Linked DNA regions of Mus musculus: region 2 is linked to region 1. The links are chromatin contacts, called in public promoter capture Hi-C maps. All regions are on one chromosome and are shown on one strand. The core of a region is the stretch at or near the end of the contact, and the rest is flanking DNA. Distances in the headings are between cores, read along the strand shown.

Region 1 (5,632 bases), core at 2,023-4,522:
TAGGCAAGCTCCCTTACCCGAGCTGTCCAGACGGCTCGTTTTATGTAAAATGGAATAGAACCAAATACCTTTTGAACACATTTCTATAAAAATCCATCTAAGAAACAAACTTAAATATGATTCTTTTTCTACCTCACTCAGTTTATTTCAATAATTCATGTATTTCCTTAACTGTTCTTCTGTATGGAAATTAGGTGAGATAGAATATTTAGAGAAAACAACACTATTGTATGAAGTGACATTCTAAACCTCAGCATGGAATAAAGGACATGGTGTCAGATGACAGCCTTGGCTTGCTGCTATTTACCCATGCTATCCCATGTGAAGAGTGCGCACTGTCTCCATTAGGGTTATTCGTGTCTCACTGCACACATAACCCAAAATGCATTCCTCCCACCCCTCCTTCTACACCTAATACTATCAAAAATAAAAGGCATGGGATTGGAGCTTTCAAAAAAAATTAAAGCTAGAAGAAGATTCTTTTAAACATCTGAAAACTTTATGTTTCCTAAGGACAAATGAGGAACCACATTTGTTTTTGAAAGCTTTACTGTTTTATTAATCACATATTTTTTTCCATTTACTTTCATCTTATCTTTAACTGTACGACACTTGAGAATACTCTCAGATATTCATCCGCCACCGTCTAGTTTTAACAGATGGGAACACTATGGGAAGAGAGCTGTTATGTTGCCTGTTAGGTTTTTTTCCCATTAAAAAGAAATATTTCTTAAAAATCATATTTAAAGTCTAAGAAACTGGCAACCTTTCCAATGGGTTGGGTGAGCAGCCAACACTGAAACTGTTTGCTATGTTCCGTTCACAAGCCCATCGGAACTTTAATGGGTGAGAAGGGGGCCTCTTTTCTATGCTTTGTGTAGCACTTGGGTGTTCAAAATTATGTATTTGTTTGGGGGACAAATAACTTGTCTGCCTGGATCAAAGCCTGAAAGACAAATGTTTGTTTTTCTTTACATTGATGTTTATAATTTGAAATGTATTATCTTTTTTTGATTATTTGCTATTCAAAGTATCATGCTATATAATTTTAGATAAGCATTAAGCAGTTTCATCTGTAATAGTAATTTAGACTTCTGCTTAAACCTTAAAGAAAAAAAGTCCCATAAATGAAGTGCCTGTAGTTGCTCATCTATTAGGTTTTCTGTTGGAGTTTGAGTCTTTCCTGGCCGGGTTTATATTACCACCCCCCCTTCCCATTTCACCAAAAGAATTATGTTTAAATGGCCACTTACATTTGACAACATCCTGATTCAATAAATAAAATTAGAGTAATATTTTTGCACTTCAAAGCATGCTTTTGGGTTTTCTATGGATAGACAAACACTTAGCTCTTTCTAGATTCTCATTTTAAGGCTTGCTTTTCATGATTTGGGGGTATTTGATTCTCCCCCCTCTGCACTCAGACTATAAACTTTAAAGCTAACTTCAAAAAAACTTCACAATTACTTTAATAGTGACATGTTTGACTGCCGATTCTTATTTTTTGATCAAGGTAGTGGATCAACCTTGAGAGTTTTCAGTTCTTCAAAATGGAGTTCATGAGTCAGAGCCATTTTCAGGTGAAGTGTAATGGTTCCTACCATTGTGCATTCAACACTGTTAACCATTAATCATCACGACCTTAACACACATAACTTGGGTGTAGGAGAGAGCATTAAAAAAAAACATTTTATGCACCTGCTTCATAAGGAAAAATTAAACCCGAGTTTCTCACATAAGTCTTAAGCTCATATATATGCATGTTAGTGTAATTTGTGTAATAAATCAACCCTATTTGGCTTGTCTTTTCTGTAGTCGGCTAAGCAAATGAGTACCACCTCATTAAGGAACATCTGGTGAGTAATTTTCACCTGGTTTGAATATGTGATTTTTTTTTTACACTGAGATGTTATCTCATCATTAATTAAACATCACCATGAATTTTATTCGTCTCCTTTCCTCACCCCACTTGTAGAATTTTTCTTGGTGGGTAATGGGACTTTTGCTAAAATGTAATTGCATTTACTTGTACAAAGACAATTTCCACCCTCTTAAATCAGTGTAAAAGGCCTCATGCTGTGCTTGCAGACTACAGAAAAAAAAATATGTTGCTGTGTATAATTCTGTATTTGCTTGAGAATTTCCAAGATGGGCAACCTAACCTCTACCTTTTAGGTAATTGAAACTTACATGGAAAGGATTGGGAAAGCGCATGTCTCTGCTTGTACGCTCTAGTATTAAACATGAATCTCATCGGACAATAAAAATGACGTGCTTGGAGACAGGGCAGTGCACGGGAGCATTCATACAAAGGCAACGCCAGTAAAGAGATTCAGAGAGCAGCACTCAGGCTGCTCAAGAACAAGATCCGGAGCAGGTGGGTACAGAAAAAAAACGTCCAGGAAGGCCTCAAGGCAGCCAAGACCAGGATGCCAGGGATGGGAGAGCTCCCCTCCGGCTTGAACGCCATTGGATCCCTGGGCTGCACCAGTCGCCAGGGTTTCTGAAGACCCCTGCCAGCATCGCCGCTGGCCTGCTGGTCAAGAATGCCGGGGCTCGCGCAGGTTGCCACGCGGTGGCTGCCGCCCCAGCGGTGACTGTCGCGAACCTTGCCTAGCCGCGGCGCTCGGGAGCTGCGCCGGCTGCAGCTGGTGCTGGCCGGGCGGAGGCGCGGCCGGTCCCGTCGGGGCGGGGCCGGGGCGGGGCGTCGGGCCGCGCGGCAGGTGTGGGCGCGCGGAGGTGGCACAGCCCGCGGCGCTTTCTTTCGACCTGCGCACAACGCGGGACGCAGAGGCGCGCGCGGGGTGCGTGGAGGCCGCAGGTAAGCGGGCCCGGGCGCGCGGCGAGCCACCCTGGGGTTGGTGGGAGCCGAGGGACGAGGCGGCTCGGCGGCGCGCGTGGGGAGCGGAGGCGCGGTCCCGCACAGCCACCCGCGCTCGGCCACACGCTCGGGCCGCGCGCGATCCTCGAGCGCGCAGGGAAGCAGAGCGCGGCGTGCGTGCTGGAGCGCTCTCCGCTGGGGAGTCCCCGCGTTGCCCACGCACCATTTCAAACTCTGGGTGCTTTGGAAACTTCCCGGGGGCTTCTCCGGTGGAGTGCACAGAAACGAGGCGTGCGGTGAGAACCCCCACAGCCGAGGATTCGCTTGTTTTCAGTTCGTACTCGTATGGTGGAAAAAGGATGAAGGATGTTCGTCAGCTCCTGCCCCTTCTCTCCGTGACCCTCCCTTGGAAGGGCCGGCTCCTCGGCTGCTGCAGGGTTTCCTCAGCCAGGCAGTGGCCGCGTAGGGAGCAGCGAAACAAGCTTAGGTGGCCTCCTAAAGAGCTAAAGGACAGGGACAGGCAATGGGGCTCACAACCTGCACCAAGGGTTGGAGCTGTGGCCCTCCTGCCTGGGGACTGCTTCTGGAATCCGAATCCCGTCTTTCAGCTTCCTCATTGAAATCCTGGCACCTTTGAAGTGGAATTAGAGGGGGAAGTAGGCACGAATTTTTTATTTTTATTTATTTATTTATTTTGCGGGAGTTTATTACCTGTGGATTAAAATACTTGGTGAACGGGAGTTTCGACAATGCTCAGTTTTATCATTTGTTTTGAGAAAGTTTTGGTTGACTTGATTTTTGTTTTAAGTGATTTAAAAGTGACGCTCGACTTTAGGTTTATTGAGTTTCTCGTGTTTGGTTGGAGGGGAGCTAACTTTTTAAGTTGTTTCCCACTGTCATTCTGGTTATTGTTCAGTATCTCCAGAGGCAGTTCCGTAGGTATTTTATTTTGATTTTTATCATCAAAAAAAAAAAGGCTTAAAATAATATTGTGCGGTTGTCCCCCACCAAGGAAGTAATATAGTTCGCTTCCTTTCTCCTTTGTAACTTGTACAGGGCCTCTTGAAAACTAGGTTGGGTCCCCAAATAGGCATTTTTGATTCGTGTTTAATAGACTTTTTTTTGGAGGTGGGGTGGGCCTTCTGGAAACTTTTCTTTTACATCATATTAGGTCTTTATTTTATACGTAGGTATTGCCTTCATGGTTGATGTGAGAGAGAGCAAGAAGCCTGAAAGCTAGAAGAGCCTAGAAGGCTCTTGAAGTTTTATAAATTCTGAAGAGTACATAGTAGTGACTAAATCCTTGACGGACAGTGTGGACTCGGCTTGTTTTAAATAGGTTATTATAGGACGAAAGCTATGAGACATCTACTATTTGAATATCTTTATAAAAATGGAAGTGGAAAAAAATGGAGAACAAGAAATGTGTATCATTTTCCCCTCATTTTGAAATCATTTTTCTTGATTTGCCCCAGAACTGAAGCTATATTAAATACCGTTGTTAACTATTTAGGGTACTTATAGAACATTAATTGATTTGTTTTAACAATAATTTTCTTCAGTGATAGGTTTTTGTTAAATGTGTTTTGCTGGGAATATTGACGCCTTGAGATTAGAAAACATTAAATTCTTCGTAATTGCCACAATTGCATTACTTGTGTCTAAGTATTTTTATCATTTGAACATTGTGGGGGCTCTTAACTTTAAACGTAAAAAGGCGAAAATGTAACCTCTGATTACTAACATTTAAGGGATAAAATATAGTATTAAAAGACAATATGGAATTTGAAGGCATTTTAGGATAGATAATTCTCTAATCATAAACAAGAAAGGGCTAGTAATAATGCTTTAAAACATCTTCTTGATATATTTAATAACTAGTTGCTTAAAAAGTAACCCCCAAATGTCTCAAAAGTTTTAATGAGTGATAAATTTTGTTATTACATAGTTCTGCAATGTAGGGAAAAAAAAACTTTTGTTGAATCTAGAATAGATGCAGCTTAAGTAAAAGAAATGGTGAAATTTGATCTTTGCATTTTGAGCTACATTTTCACTGGGGGCTTTTAAACAATGACAGTAAATTGTATAGAAAGTAGATCAGTTATTTAATCTGTACATGTAAGTACCCTAATGTGCTTGCTTCATTTGTAGAGTCTCCGGCTGTCTTTCACTCCAGGCTTAAAAAAACAAAACAACAACAACAAAAAAAAAAACAAACAAACTTGGGAGGAGGTTGGAGATGATGGAGGAAGCTTTCCATTGCACATGGGTGTGGGGGAAATCTGTGTTGACTTCAGGAGTAAGGAGGTTAAAAGGTAGAGTGTAGGGTCAAGATTTACTTGTAGATTCATTCTCTAGGACCTTCTGCTTTTCCTGGGATTAACATTTTAAGCAATATACAGTTATTGCATGCATGACAGCAGAGGGGGGAAAGTCCTCTTCCAATAACCTTGAAACCCTGATTCTGGCTTTATCAAGTATGTTCTGTTTCGTATTTTCTAGCCGATCCTAGCTACTGAGCACTTGAAGCCAACTTGCAGATTACAGAGAATTCGCTAGGTGATTTCTATTTTCAGAGAAATACTCTTTTGAGACACCATTATTTTAATATCCCAAATAGCACCAATCTTCTGAGCAAAACAATAATTGTCCTAGTAATTTAAAACTACACTTTTAGCAGGGAAAATGCAATGTACATGACTGCCAATGCTCATACTATGATCTTCTTTGGTCCACTTCCATTTCTTGCTTTGTGATGTCTCTGACACATCATTCTGATGCAAGAAACTTGAGGCGGGGGAAGCGGGGGTG
Region 2 (5,632 bases), core at 2,099-4,598, 340 kb before region 1:
CTGGGATCATTTCCTTTTCCTTCCTGGGATCATTTCCTTTTCCTTCCTGGGATCACATCCGTTTCCTTTGACTTCCTGGGATCATTTCCTTTGACTTCCTGGGATCATTTCCTTTGACTTCCTGGGATCATTTCCTTTGACTTCCTGGGATCATTTCCTTTGACTTCCTGGGATCACATCCGTTTCCTTTGACTTCCTGGGATCATTTCCTTTTCCTTCCTGGGATCATTTCCTTTTCCTTCCTGGGATCGTTTCCTTTGACTTCCTGGGATCATTTCCTTTTCCTTCCTGGGATCGTTTCCTTTGACTTCCTGGGATCATTTCCTTTTCCTTCCTGGGATCGTTTCCTTTGACTTCCTGGGATCATTTCCTTTTCCTTCCTGGGATCGTTTCCTTTGACTTCCTGGGATCATTTCCTTTTCCTTCCTGGGATCGTTTCCTTTGACTTCCTGGGATCATTTCCTTTTCCTTCCTGGGATCATTTCCTTTTCCTTCCTGGGATCATTTCCTTTTCCTTCCTGGGATCATTTCCTTTGACTTCCTGGGATCATTTCCTTTGACTTCCTGGGATCATTTCCTTTTCCTTCCTAGCTGTTGTGGTTTTGGAGCAGCAGGGATTTCTCTGATTCCATTTTATTTATTTATTTATTTTATTTTTTAGCTGTAAGCCCAAGGCAGCAGTTTGCGGTATTTATATAATGACATATAGAAGTAGGTAGAGGATGTCAGACACCCTGCAAACATCCAAGTAGGATACATCTAACAACCAACTCCCTAGCCAAATCTGACATAGATGCCCTATGAAAATTAGTGTAAAGTCACTGCTTTTATAGCTACATCTGCATAGATCCCCTGTATGAAAGCATGTACTACCTGGATAATAATATCTGTATTTTTCTGTAGTAGGAAATCAGTGTAGTTTTTAAAACCAAAAAGTATTGTTATTAATCTATCTTTGATCTCAAACAATTTCAATGACCTAGTATAGTGATTTCTACGGAAAGCCCTGCAATTTACTCAAAGCAGTTTTTAAATATTGTTTTAAAAGTGTGTGTGTGTGTGTGTGTGTGTGTGTGTGTGTGTGTGGTGTTAAAGTCATTTTCAAACCCCTCACAATGTCTTGAATGTGACATTTGAGTCATTTATGGTAACTTATAACTCCTTTGAAGAAGTTATTCAGAATTGAGGTTCCAGACACACAAATGCACAATACACCATTTTTCCTTCCAGTTAACAATCAGAGGGCAACACTTATTTTTAAAGGAAAATCGACTCCATAAGGGACTTTATAAAGGGGTAGACATAAACCAGTATCAGGGATAAACTCTCCGTTCCCCTGTTTAACCTAATTTTCCCAGGGCCATCCTGGAATACGAATTTTCTCTTGAAATACAGTCAAAGAAAAAGTGGTAGGCTACAGAGCAGAGGAAACACTGGACACAGCGACCCACCCCAGAGTCACTTCCCTTAATCTAATGACTAGGTTTTTTCTGAAAGTTATTTTGTTAGAACACAGGAACTTTTGCGACCACAGTGATGCTTTTAGAGGGTTGAATCCTCAAAAAGAAAATTAATCGCAACTAGTAGAAGGGAGATTACTTATTGATTCTTATAACTTCTGCAGGAATACACAGTTATGAGTTAGGGCAAAGAGAAAATTGACTTTTAATATTCTCTATCACTAACATGAGAGAACATGTATGTGTTCCAAAATAATTTTTATTTATTGAAAACCCGCTATATACCTGGATTTTCACAGAATATTCATTACTCTCCAAAATGGCCTTTTCTAGGTGAATTTTATTTTCCTTACAGACCTCAAGAAGTTTACATAATTTACTTAAACCTGAGGAGAGAGAACAAAGCCTCAGAAAATTTACATAGTTTATTTAAACTAAACTCAGCTTGCTTGGTAGCAGCTTCTAATCCCAGCAGTTAAAGAGACAGAAGCAGGGCCAACCTGGGGTATAATATAAGGTGAGACTCTCCTTTCTTTCTCTCTGTCTCTGTCTGTCTCTGTCTCTGTGTGTGTGTGTGTGTGTGTGTGTGTGTGTGTGTGTCTCCTCTCTCTCTCTCTCTCTCTCTCTCTCTCTCTCTCTGTCTCTCTCTCCCTCCCCCTCCCTCCCTCTCCCCCTCCTCTCTCCCTCCCTCTCCCTCCCCCCCCCCCACACATTTGAATTCGTGGAGTTGGTAAATGAGGGGTCAGTTCTCTGTCTGTCTGTAGTTTTGTGTCCACAGGATATGACTGACATTCTCACCACACACATACAAAGTCAAAAATAGCTGTGGCCATATAAAGAATATGGGGAGAGAAAATTATTCAAAATCTGCAGAAAATAATGCCAGGCCTTTAATCCTGGCACCCAGGAGGCAGAAGGGAGACAGAGTTCTGAGTTTATGCTGAGTTCCAGGAGTGGAAGAAAGGGCCATTGCCTTTCTGGTGAGGACTGTCTTTTTAAATCCTCCCTTCTGTCCAGTACTGGTAACTCTGCCCAAAGCGTGTTCTTCTTCCTGCCTCACAAGATTGCAAAGACGTTTTTAACGAACAATTTAAACCGGTGCAACGTTTATGCGCAGCACACCAACTCATTTAAACAAACAACAGCCCCATAAAATAGAAATACTTTATAAGCAGATTGCCCTCCGATGACTTCACCCCGTCACTTTTTTATAGTTGTGTACAGAATCCTAGCACTGATACAGCAACATCAGAAATGTTTCTGCAAATCCTTCGCAAAGATTCGGATTTCATACTGGGCGTGGTACCCTCCAAAATGAGTTGTTTGAGCTAGGGTTGTTGGGATCTCAGCTTGGCGAAGTTGTAGCTCTTTCTTCTGAATAAAAGATGACACAATTTTCTGCTAAGATGTTAAATACCTTAAGTTTCAGTGTAGTGATGAAAATTACCCTCCTTCGTTTTTCTAATACCTGGGTGTTGCACTGGGGAGGAAGGAGAGATTTCGAGAAGGACTAGTTCACTTTCTCAGAAGACACGTGTGCACTTCTTTGCTGTGCGGGTCCAGAAGGAGCCCAGCGTGTCAAAGGGTGACCAGGCATGGGGGAGGGGTGTTAGCGTGGGTAGCAGGCGGGGGCTGTCCGATCCTTTAGCGCTGTTTCAACGCCCAGCTCTCCTCCTGAACCCTGCATCTCTTCTGTAGTCCGGGCTCCATCCCTTTCCCCTCCCCCATCCGGAGGTGGGGGGAACAGCAGTGTTTTCAGGGGTGTTCAATTCATGCTATATTCAGGGCAAATAGCGCCACCTATGGCGGGCTGTGGAGCCAGGTCAGGAGCAGAGTGTGGCTCCCCCCCCCCCCCACACCATCCTCAGAGGAAGGAAGGAGGGACCCACTGGTCACACGACTGGGCGATTGGGCGGGCACTGAATCTCCGCGAGGAAAGCGAACTCGAGGAGAGCCATCTGGAGCAGCATGGAGTCCGCTGCAGACAGACTGGCCAGGGCGGCGGCCCAGGGCCGTGTGCATGACGTGCGGGCACTGCTGGAAGCCGGGGTTTCGCCCAACGCCCCGAACTCTTTCGGTCGTACCCCGATTCAGGTAGGCAAGGAGTGTCCCATCTGCAGTCGGGTAACTTTTGTTCAGGAAGAGATAACATTTCAATTACCATTTGAAATGCATACCCCAGATATTTTTGTTTGTTTGTTTGTTTTTGTTGTTGCTGCTGCCCACCGGAGCCACCCATTAAACTAACTTGTTATAGTGAAACCATTTTGGCATCGAGTTTTCAGTGTCTTATTTTTGAGAAGTCTTGTTTCTCCCATCTACTGTCAGCTGATTAATTCTGGTCTTGCTTTTACCAGATTACTAAGTTTCAGCCTAAAAGGAGTCCTGGCCCTAGAAATGTCTGTAACTATCCTTTCTAACTCTAACAAAGAAAATTCCCGTGAAACAAATGTGCATTCCAGAGCCTGTGCATAATAAGCTGAAGAAAAAGAACATCGGTTTCAACTTGACTAAAAAGGCTGGAAGGTGCCTTCTGAAACTGCAACATAGACTATATTTTACACACTTTAAATCACAGAATAAAAATAAACAAACGAGTTTGGGACCTTGAGATCATTTGCAAGTCAAGCGTGGAAACCTCTTTGATTCTAGACAGGTTGGGTGGTTGTGCGAGATAAATGTGAACCTTTTAAAATAACGTGTCTATAGTTTGCAGTTTAACATTTGCAGTGTTACCAGTTGCTGAGAAGTTTGCCTTTGGAGTCCTAAAATATGTAAGAGAGGACCGTATTCATTGAATACAGAAAAGTTAAGAAAGTTGGGTAGATAGTTTTAACGGGGAAGGAGGAAGTTGGTTTGGTTTCAGAGCCATAACCCATTTGATGTTCAGGCAGAAATGCTGGGGGGGGGGGAGGAGAGGAGAGGAGAGGAGAGGAGAGGAGGAAGAGGAGGAGGAGGAGGAGGAGGAGAGAGGGGAGGGGAGGGGAGGGGAGATAAGCCTAGAAGAGAGAAGAGAAGAGAAGAGAAGAGAAGAGAAGAGAAGAGAAGAGAAGAGAAGAGAAGAGAAGAGAAGAGAAGAGAAGAGGAAAAATAAGCCAGGCTGGTTTTTTTGGGGGTGTTTGTTTGTTTGTTTTTTAATCCCAGAATCAAGAGACAGAGGCAAACTAATCTTTTCAGTTCTAGGTCAGCAGGGATGACATAGAGAAAACCCTGTATAGAAACACCTCCCCCCTAACAAAAGAAGAGTAGAAAGAAAATAACAAAACAAAAAAACCCAAGGTACTTTCTTAAAGGATTTAGTATTCATTTTATTTTTGCTATTTCAACTTTTCCATACCATAAAAGATGTGAGCATTTTTTTTCCTATCACAGGGTTTCCCCTTCTACCTTTATTATTTTTTTATTCTCCCCAACTCCCTCCCCAACCCTTCTACTTTCCCTCCCAGGTCCCTCCCTCCCTCCCCACTTGTGATTGCTTTCTTCAGATGTGAGCAATTTTTAAAACCAATTTTATGAGCAAGATGGAGGTCTTCAACACACAGTATTGTTACTTTCTCTTTTCTGTAGTTCCTTTACAGTTTTGCTGAAACCTAAGTTAGTTTTACTTTCTTCGGAGAATGATTCAGCAATACTAGTGCAATTATATTATCTTCATTATTTTATATGTGTATATATATATGAGAGAGAGAGAAATTCATCTTAGAAATCACACATAATTCTGAGTGCCTACGTCCACTGCCTTCCCTCTCTTCTCTGCCTCCATCAGCACTGAATAAGAGATGTCTGAAGTTATAAAACCATCTGTGGCCAACAAAACCGTGTTGGATGAGCTGATGACACTCCAGCCCCTCTACCACACACACACACACACACACACACACACACACACACACACACACACACACACACGGAACACATGGGAGGAGAAGGGAGGGAGGGAGGGATGATGGACTTTTGAGGAGTTGAGAGAGCACAGAACCGCAAAGTGATTAGATCTTCCTCTTAGAAGCCAGAAGTTCCTGAAGGTTTATCAAGGTCCACTCTTCAGGCTTGTTCTAGTGGCAAACTTCTTGGCTTTCCATGTGGATTGTTTTTTGTTTCTTTTTTTGTTTGTTTGGTTTTTTTGGCAATGTGTGCAAGACTGTTGTTGCTAATACGGTTCTTGAGAAGAC

The links. Promoter capture Hi-C pulls out the DNA fragments that hold promoters and counts their contacts.
Region 2: a promoter capture Hi-C map of second pharyngeal arch cranial neural crest shows a contact between it and region 1, with 3 times the contacts expected there. The contact joins the promoter of Cdkn2a here to the enhancer-like site in region 1. A contact is called at or near these places in 5 of 39 promoter capture datasets (the 3T3-L1 cell line, cranial neural crest, frontonasal cranial neural crest and 2 more), 10 of 484 Hi-C or Micro-C datasets (cerebellum, cortical neurons, embryonic fibroblasts and 4 more), 3 of 115 datasets of contacts at active chromatin or transcription factors (extraembryonic endoderm stem cells, neural tube and pancreatic cancer cells) and 1 of 9 other capture datasets (pancreatic islet).

What each region holds. Positions count from the first base shown.
Region 1 is chr4:88,935,586-88,941,217 of GRCm38.p6, reverse strand. All of the region lies in intron 1 of Gm49890 (predicted gene, 49890), which reads left to right. Among named protein-coding and RNA genes, the nearest start is that of Gm49890, 3.6 kb to the left of the region's middle. Within about 2 kb of position 3,272, at least 144 of the 459 cell types and tissues checked have an H3K27ac peak or open chromatin away from gene starts, as enhancers often do. A contact at or near this core is called in cortical neurons, embryonic fibroblasts, muscle stem cells and 5 more, where this site is marked.
Region 2 is chr4:89,279,908-89,285,539 of GRCm38.p6, reverse strand. Cdkn2a (cyclin dependent kinase inhibitor 2A) reads left to right here and starts at 3,348. Exons shown (of 3, transcript NM_001040654.1): 1 at 3,348-3,554. The coding sequence starts at 3,429.